Linked DNA regions of Zea mays: region 1 is linked to region 2. A link is a contact called in public Hi-C data. All regions are on one chromosome and are shown on one strand. Each heading gives the region's core, a stretch centred on a gene start, on an enhancer-like site or on the middle of the called end of the contact. The rest is flanking DNA. Distances are from core to core; before and after follow the strand shown. Region 1 holds the start of LOC103647382. Region 2 holds the start of LOC100275817.

Evidence for each region. A called contact is a pair of places that touch in the nucleus more often than the background predicts.
Region 1: a Hi-C map of endosperm shows a contact between it and region 2, with 3 times the contacts expected there. The contact joins the promoter of LOC103647382 here to the promoter of LOC100275817 in region 2. A contact is called at or near these places in 4 of 25 Hi-C or Micro-C datasets (bundle sheath, ear, endosperm and 1 more).

Annotation. Positions count from the first base shown.
Region 1 is chr2:181,978,681-181,983,470 of Zm-B73-REFERENCE-NAM-5.0, forward strand. LOC103647382 reads left to right here and starts at 2,528. Exons shown (of 2, transcript XM_008671926.3): 1 at 2,528-3,130; 2 at 3,261-4,111. The coding sequence starts at 2,769. The coding sequence ends at 3,432.
Region 2 is chr2:181,780,618-181,785,780 of Zm-B73-REFERENCE-NAM-5.0, forward strand. It overlaps LOC100275817, which reads left to right and starts at 3,508. Exons shown (of 1, transcript NM_001149811.2): 1 at 3,508-4,435. The coding sequence starts at 3,633. The coding sequence ends at 4,283.

The DNA of each region.
Region 1 (4,790 bases), core at 1,278-3,777, 200 kb after region 2:
TTCTTTATTATCACTATTCAATGCATAGGTTTAATTTTGATGGGACCCAATAGGTCACCCTAGTCTGATTATCTTTTACCTTGTTTACCCCTGAATCACATGGGTAGTTTTTGCTATTGCTTTATATGGTTTTGGGATAATATTTCATTACATCCATGTTCCAATTATTTAGTTATGTTATTTATGTTCATGATAATGATCATTATGTTAATTGGAACATGGAGCGACCACTCGGGAAAACAGTGCTACCACAAGGGTTTAATGGGATGCCCTTGGCTGATTAACTAGGAAAGCTAGTGGAGGTCTTCCTTACCCGAAAGGGGCAAGGGTAGTAGGGGAGTGGTCAGTGTAGGGAGGTCATTGGGTTGATTTTGCTGCGATGGCGGTCAGGCGAGGGATTCCTGCACTGGAGCTTCCTATAAACTGTAGCGGGATTTCTGAAGCTAGTGGAACTTTGTAAAGGCCTCGTAGTGTTACCCTGCCTCGCTTCCTTGGTAGAGGTGTATGGGATTCATGACCCCTTGGCAGATGGGTAACACGGCTTGTGGGTAAAGATGTGCAACCTCTACAGAGTGTAAAACTAGTATACTAGCCGTGCTCACGGTCATGAGCGGCTCGGACCCTCACATGATTAATTTATGGAACCTAAATTCAATTTGTCATGTGCATTTGCATGGGATTATTTATTAATTTTGTTCTATTATTATTATGGTTGGTATTTACTTACATCTAGTAATTGCTAATAAAATTTTGACCAACTTTAAAAGCAATGCTCAGCTTTAACCATTCCCTTTGGTAAGCCTTACACTTCATGAACTCCCACCTTTGGTGAGTTCATACACATTATTCCCCACAACTTGTTGAGCGATGATCATGTGTGAGCTCACCCTTGTTGTCTCACACCCCCCACAGGAGAAGAACAGGTGGTTCAAGAGGAGCCGCATATCGAGGAGTTCGATTCGATCTAGGTGGAGTCTCACAGTTGACTTTCTGGCGCCAAGGATAGTTTTTAGATCCTGCTATATTTATATTTTATTTTGTAAGACTTCCGCTATGTAATAAGTACTCTGATTATTGTGACATTTATCTCTATACACTCTGTTATTATATATGTTGTCTTCTTTGGCGCATGTATGAGATGCACCCGGCTTTGTCCTTTAAAACCGGGTGTTACATCTTTGTTGTGATCTTTAGTTGATAAATGATGCATTGAACTATATGATAACTTTTGAATTGGTTGATTTTGAGCATTGAAGGAATTTAATTAAATATTGATTGTAGTTGTGAGTATGTGGATTATTTTGATGGGTGTTTAGTAATGGACCTAGAAATCTGTTTCCTAGATCCTTATACATGTACTCGATCTGTTTCAAATTATAAGATATTTTGATAAATTTTAGGTATTTTGTTTTACTATGTATCTATATATAATATATATCTAAGTGCTTAAAAAAGCTATGTATCTAAAAATATCAAAATGTCTTATAGTTTAGAACGTATAAAGTACTTATCCTCAACATTTACCTAACCACATGTTTTCCTACATAATCAACTAAGAACATGAACATCATTCTTAACCACATGTTTCCCTACATGATTAATTAAAATATTCATGTTTTCTATAGAAACACTAAATGAAATAGCTTCCTCTAGAGTACTAAATGTCATAGCCCACGATTTAAAATCTTGATCATCCCTCGTGTACTCTTATAGCTTACAAATTGCAAAGAAAATAATCACAGTACTTTTAGGCCTAGCATTGTGATTTTTTGACCAAAAACTATTGGTTGTGAAAAATGCTGACACTAATAATGCACACCGAACCATAAAAAGGGAGGAGAGAAAAAAATGTAAATTCGTATGCAACAAAAAAATTGAATATATGTGACTTTACCTCAAAAATAATGAGATATACTTCGAAGAATTTGTTGATTGAGCAATTTGCTTGGGAAAAATCTGTCATGCTATCAACTCCCTCTGTTTCAAATTTTAACATAATTTACTTTAATTTAAACTTCAACAAATTTGACCAAGTTTATTGTTTTAAAAAAAATAATATATATTAACTTTTACATGTTCAAAGAAAATATACTATCAAAACATATTCCAAGTAGAATTCAAAACAAGAGGATATCGTAGATATCGATGTACTTCATATAAAAGATACGGTTTTAAGAAATTTAGTCTAGAATAAAATTTAAAATAGACTATATAGTTTTGAATGGCTGGAGCAGATCAACGAGCGAAGCTGACAGCTGATGCTAGTAAAAACCTGTGAGATGGACAGGAAGTAAATTCAGCAGCGGCGACAGATCCCCGACCGAGCGCCACGAAGAGAACAAAACCGCAATGATCGTTGATCGAGCGAGCCCCCCGCTGAACAAAATGACAAAAGCGACCCCCAGGACCCAGGGACGTGGAGGAGGCCCAGCGCTGACGTGGATCTGACGGACCACCGGGACGCATCCGACGGCCGGGATCGTCCCGCCCCTTCTTTTATCCCCGGCCCGGCCCTCTCCATCCCGCACACGCACAGCACAGAGCTCACCCACCACTTCCCGTCTCCTCTCTCCTGTCCTGTCCTCCACACCACACGCGGGCACGAGAGAGACACAGGGAGAGAAGAGAGCTCGTGCTTGCATTTCCATTGCCGGCGCCTCTTCCTGTGATCGTCGCAGCATCACGACCGCACCGCACCCTTGCGTTAGCTCTGTCTTCTTGTCGTACGTACGTTTATTTCTTTGCTTGGAGCTAGCGGTAAAGGAGATATGGTGGGGAAGAGGGAGCGGGACTGCAAGAACCCGGTGCGCCGGACCACGAGCATGACGGAGTTCGCGCTCGCGGCGGTGATGGAGGAGGACGACGAGGAGGCCCAGCTGCCCGACAACGGCAGCAGCAGCAGCCGTGGCGGTGGGCAGCACCAGCAGGACTGGCTGTCCGCGCTCGGCGGCGGCGCCGCCGCAGCGCAGGAGGACTGGATCGCGGCGTACCGCGCCCGCGCGGCGCCGGCAAAAGCGGGGCTCCGCCGCAACTCGGCCGACTACTCGGCCGTCGAGACCGCCGCGTTCCTCCGCGCCTGCGGGCTCTGCCGGCGCCGTCTCGGCCCCGGCCGCGACACCTTCGTGTACAAGTACGTGTTCGCTCACCTGCGGGCTATTCTTGTCTTGAACCTGCGGCTGCGCGTCCTGAAACTCCTTTTTTTTTCTTCGATTCCCCCCGCTCACCTATATGGATGGCTAATTGGCTATACCTGTATGCAGGGGCGAGGCGGCGTTCTGCAGCCTGGAGTGCAGGGAGCGGCACATCACGCAGGAGGAGTGGAAGGACAAGTGCGCGGCGACGTCGATCAAGGACGCGGGTGCGGCGAAGGTCGTCAGCGGCCGCCGCCGCGCCGGCGAAGGCAAGGCCGGGGGCACGGTGGCCGCGGCATGACGAGGCGCACGCCCACGCAGAGGCTACACCTACTGCCAGTGCCAGCTTCTCCTCGACTAGGCAGCTGCAACTGCAAGCTCATCATCGATCGATCACTCGTCCACAACCACATCTATACCAGTCAGCATATTATTATTTATTTATATAAACCACCAGCTTAGCTCAATCGATTAGTTACCCGGATCGATCGCTGCATGCATGCAAGCCGTACAGACATCTACATGTACCATTAGAGCTAGCTCCAAGCAAAGAAATAATACCCTCCAATCCCGAGAGGAAATAAGTTCATTCCTACCTCAATCCTCTCCAATCTCGAAGGGGATTTGAGATTTCTAAAGTAGCTCTTAGCTTGATTTCATTGAGCAGCATGAGTATACTTGTGTAGGGGGGGGGGGGGGGGGGGGGAGTTAAAAGTGAAGGGAAGGAGAAGGGGCCAAAGTGGCTGCCGCACTAGCTTTGCAGATATGCGCCGCGCCACAGCAGAGTCGCTGTTGGGGTCGTCATCGGCTCATCGCCATAACCAAACATGTTATTATCAGAACAAGACAGTGTGAGTTTCAGTGTTGAGGAAGAATCTTGTGGGATGCATGGCGGTATTATTATCCACCGATACAAATCACCATTTGTACTATTGTAGTATATACTACAACCGTCTTATTATTTTTGCAAGAGTCGTTAGCTATTTCTCTACTATACGAAACAGCGGTTTCCATTGGTTTCACGGTTCTACCATCGACATTTTTTTTAAAAAAAATATTATATTTCTTTATAATCAACCCGATGTTCTTCTATTCACACCTTAAAAGATAACCACTGCAACCTAATCTCGCATCACATCCCCTTCCCTTTAGTTCACCACTTCCTGCTCCATATTTAAATGGTAAAAAGGTTAAAAATTGTACATAAATGAGCACCAACAAAACAACACGTGTTTTTATGTTTTATGCTATGTATTCAAACATGTTTGGTTAAAACTTTGTCGATCCTCATTTAAACATGTATTCACAAGCCTAAAACTAGACCACCAACTATGTGCATGAGAGGACATATATAGCAACTCGCGCCAAGCGATGTGAAGCCTTCATAACGAGTTCATGTGAATCCATTCGCTGAAGGATAGCCCATGAACACACTCAATGAACCACTGCAAAGATAACATGCAAGGGAGAAAAAACAATTCTAAAAAATTATATCATTCCTACAAAGCCAAAGTGACCAGCACAAAGTTGTCCCTCCAAGAAGAACGAGCAGTTTCCAGGTGTTAGGAATTATGTGTAGCCATGATCCAAACATAATGGAAGCATTATCTAGCTTGGAGAATAGAATAACACTAAAAGAAAGACCAAATTGTTCTAGCA
Region 2 (5,163 bases), core at 2,258-4,757:
GAGGGGCACCTCACAGACTCCACCTCCTGCTGAGGCGGGGAGGAAGAGTCCTGCTGCTCCCTCTCCTAAAGTCAGTGTTCCTGCTCCTCGCGCAGGCGGTGGTGCAACATCTTTAAGTGTCTCGAGTGTCTGGACACCGTGCGACAAAGCAGACGTTCTGCAAGGCGAGAGGGCAAGAAAGGGATCACCGACTTACATTCGGTGTGCCTAAGGCGAGCCACCTACAAAAGATGTCATAAGCATAAGAGTAAGAACAAAACTAATATGACCAGCAAGTAAACCATAAGCAGAATAAAATAAGGTTTTAGGAAGGTGTAGTATATTCATAGTAATATAACATAAGATTGGTCAAGATGACTGACTTTTGAAGTGACACCAAAGGTCAAGGTGAGAATGAGAGTCTATAGTCCTTAGGACGGCCATTGCTACTCTAGGTTAGTGGTCCTAGAGTCAGCACGACTTTGATACCACTTATGTCACACCTGGTTTTGTAAGGCAAACCGAATGCGAACCATGTACATGCCAGGATCAAAAATTCACGTACACAACGATTATATAATTGGACATCATCACACAGTGCTCAAGTAATAGCGAAAATATATAGTACTTTATTACATCATGATGTCCAGAAACATCCACATATTCATTGACTTAAACAATAATCAAAGTGCTAAACGAAACGTAGTAAGATAAGGCCTTCACAGGCAGCTGACTGGTGGTTTGTCGCTAATCTACTCTAGAACTCATCGAAGTCCTAAAACTCCTGAAAGTCCTTTGCGTTTCCTTCATCCTCTCCTGAGCAGAGGTTGCAATGGGGACTATCTGGTGTTTAGTATTTAAGCAAGGGTGATTACACATCAACGTACTCAGCAAATGTCTCATTTGGCTAAAGTGGACTAGCTGTACGTGGGGGTGAAGCTTGAAGCAGTTGCTTTTAGGTTGTCAGGTATTTATTATTAGTAGAAGCTAAGTTTTAGCAATAACCCTAGGTTATTACCCAAAAAGGTACTCCCTCCAAGAGGAAATACAAGAATTCATAGTTATAATCAACATCATTAAACCAACATTATAAGGGTATCCAGAATATCTCTAATCAAAGGAGCTCCCAAGGCTGCTCATAACCGTGAGCACGACTGATATACCAGTTTGTAACCCTCAGCAGAGGTCGCACACTTTACCCACGAGTCGTGATCCCTTTTGCCTCGAGTTGTACAGACCCTTAAACACTCCCGAGGTAAGCCAACAAGGTTTCACTATGTAGCCTTTACAAAGATTCTCTAGAGGTCATAGCCACCCGTTAGGTTTCTCTAGTTTGATAAACACAGTACCTCTCCCCGCAGAAGGGGTGACTAACAAAAGCAAAACGAACGAACCTCGACAGAGCAAGTACGGTGCCTGGACCCCAATGACGGCACAACGGCGAAGCCGACTACACCTCAAGTTCCACTAATTAATCAGCTAAGTGCGTCCCATACCACCCTCATGGTTGTACTATTTTCTCGGGTGGTCATCCAGCAAACAGGTCCTTATAGAGAGATACTCGGGAAACAGCCCGAGTCCCCTTTAGTGCCACAAGCTCATCATCATATCTAGAATATCAACATCGTATCATAAAGTATTCTCATCATGTTCATTGATTAAAGTAAAGCACTAGCATGGTATTAATCATAGTAGCCAATTCCCAAAGGATAACAAAGGACATGATAAACAGAATACTAGTCAGTCCTTAGGTTGATCATAGTATGCGGAACAATAAATTATAAAGTAAGTAGGACATAATGGGTCAGAGGACACTTGCCTTCACCAAGTTGCTATTCAGGGAAATCTCCTGCAACTCCCTCACAGACCGCTTGTTGTCTACGCAAAGCAATCATCCATTCAACACACTTGGGGAAATAGTAAAGAAACAATACACCAAACATATGTAGCAGAGAAATAGGGTAGCTAAAATACATAATCACACCGGATGAACCTCAGAAAAATAGGGTAGCAAAAATACATAATCACACCTTAGTAGACATGATAAAAGTATGACAAGCTACTCCTTTAGAGTGGACTTTAGTTCTTTAGAGTGGTCTTTTGTCTTGTCTTAAGGTACCGAAGAATGGATACACATCAAATGGAGAAGATGGTCATTATGGGAGAAAGGGGTAGATATTTATACCCCTTAGCTCACACTAGAAATGGTCGACAAACATAGCACGAAGGTTTCACTTATAATTCGTAGAGGATCTCAGTGGTTCCACACGAGCCAAAAAAGATATGAAAGAGTAAGCCCGACTTAGTGTTTGTTTGTGTACTGTAGGCTTGCGAGCACTTTGTTCATCCAAGCATATTGATGGTACTCCTTTAAAGTATGGCTTATCCTTAACTCAAATTAAAAAAAATGAACTTAAACTATTTTGAGCTTTCAAGCCATTCCTTTTGAATTAGGATATCTCCTTTTACATGCCATACACCCCCACAATGATTAATTTATTGTCAACACTTAACAAAAGCCATTAGTCCCTGAGTTGTACGTCCAATGCCATCACCAATACCATTTATGACTTAATTGCACTTACAAAGGTGGTTGCTAGAGTGCATGGTTGACATGCAACCTGGCTCGGCCACCATCGGCCACCACGATGGCGCGGGGACAGTTCACAGCTAGGCTCGGTTGTTGCCTTGGTGAAAATGGGACGAGGAGCGACCCGATAGCGGATATATTGGTGCTACTAGTGTCATTGTAGCGATGGCGAGGGTGGCAGGCTAATAGGATGTACCACCTAAATAAGGGCTTGGCGTTGTCACTGACAGAGGCTACGTGGTGCGAAAGCGGTGTCTTGGGCCTAAATCAAAACTTGAATCCATGATACCATGCAAAATAATGAATGAAATTGGTGGGTTTGGTTGCTTGATTATATTGTTGAGCCTTGGATGAGATTATCTAGGAGTACATTATTGCTTAGAAGGTAAGGAACAACCTCCCTTAGAGACAAAGACAAACCGAGACTATATGATCCTAATCTGCCGTATATATCTCGATATGTCCCAAACGGAAAGCTGATAACACTTTCTGGGAATCATAAGCTTGACTACTACTTATTACTAGGTAAACAGACAGACGCGCCGTACTACTCCTGCTGCTTGGCGGCCAAGTCTCAGGTGGCGTGAAGCTGCCATGGCTTGCAGTGGGCTGTCTACTTGTTTCGCACGTATCTAATACTCCTACACCACACCACACCCAGTCAGCACATAGAATCTTCAAGCGAAAACGTCGGTTGACGATGTCCATGGCAATATAGTCGCGTGACCGGCGACGACGACGAAGACACACGAGAGCAGTATCCTGGAAAGAGAGAGATTGCTTTCCGTGCCTGCTTTGCTTTGCTCATCTCATCCATGGTGACCGGATCAGTGACGCGCTCCTCACGTGTTGATCCGTTCGTGACACTACTACCACCACTACCAAGCAGAAACGATAAAGCGCACGGTATATATATACTCTACTCCCATATATCCGTCATCAGCTCGGGGCGCAGAGCTTTGGGAATTCCAAGCAGAGCCAGCACAGCCACAGCCCACAGCCCACAGCCCGGGAGGAGAAGCGAGCGCGCGATCCAGTTGGTGGCCGCCCCCGCCCGCACACCATGGCGACGCCGTGGTGGTGGCCGTCGCTGCTGCCGGCGTGGCTGAGCTCCAGCGCGCTATGGTTCCTCGTCGCCAACGCGGTCGTCGCCGCGGTCGCCATCCTGTCCAGGCGCCCGCCGCTGCCGCTGCCGCTGCCGCTGCCGTCGCCCCGCCGCCGCCGCCGCAGCAGCGGCGCCGCCGCCGCGCTCACGCGGAGGGCCTCGTCTGCGCTGCTGCAGCGCCTCCGCTCCTTCTCCATCTTCGCCGTCCCCTCCGCCTGCTTCAACACCACCACGCCGTTTCCGCACCCCGACGCCGCCCAAGGAACAGAAACTGAGGCGCCGGCCAGGACACCGGCGTCCCCTCTCTCGTCGCTGGGCCGCGCGCCGGCGGCAGACGCCGACGAGGAGGATAGCGAGCCCGGCGGGATGAGCATGGACGAGGCCTACGCGCTGGCGCTGGAGGCGCGCCGCCGGCCGGACCGGGAGAGGGAGGAGGCGCCCAGGAGGTCCGAGGTGGACGCCAAGCCCGAGGAGTTCATCCGCGGCTTCGAGGACCACCAACGCCAGCAGCGCCTCAACTCCATCTTCAACTACACCCAGATGCTCAAGCAGCGCGCCGCCGCCGCCCGCCGCCAGCGCCAGCCGGATGCCCCGCCAGATCAGCTTTGAGTCACGTGTTCGGTTCGTTCGTTCCTGATATTGGTCAGCGTTTTCAGGGAGACCAAAATCAGTTTTGAGTTGCTGTACATAGCCTGCTTTCAACAGATTGTTTGTATATAGTCACCAGATATGATTTACAGATAAAGTACGACATAAAGATATATCTTGATCGTTTATAACTCTATCAGAGAATGATAGACTACATTTACACCAAGATTGATTCGTAACCAACTAGGATACTTCTTCTAACATCCAAACTTATTTACAAAGAGCTATCTCTTACAAACTTGATTACTAGACCAATAGTTTCTATGAATATATCTCAACATTCTTTTAGCAACAACCATAAGTTCGGTTGTCGACGCACGTAGGTATTGGCTAACATTGTTAACAAAAAATAAATGAAAGATTTGGTCTAGTAAGAGTTCGATATTGTAGTGCACCTACAATACTTCTACATCTTGTTGCTTCTTGCACATCAGAAGAACACCAGAGTAAGTTGAAATTTTCTCAGAGATGGAAAGTGGAGTACACATTGGTTTACAATTTTCCAATGCATATTGCCACACTCGGATTTAAGGACAAATCCAGATACATCTCACATGTGTGCTACGATCAAGTTTGTATATAAATCAATGTCACAATCTTTATTATATAATGAAACATAAATCAATGTCACAATCTTTATTATATAATGAAGTTTCCGTACAAAATAACTAAATAAAATAAATCATATGGCGACACTTGCCCACTTTATGATTCCGGTAGCATAATTAATCTAATTTAATAGAATTCCTTCTTTAATTTGCTCTACCTCTATTCCCAAAAATAATGTAGCATCGTTAGATCCTTGAGATCAAACTTAGCTCGCAAATCTATTAACATTGCT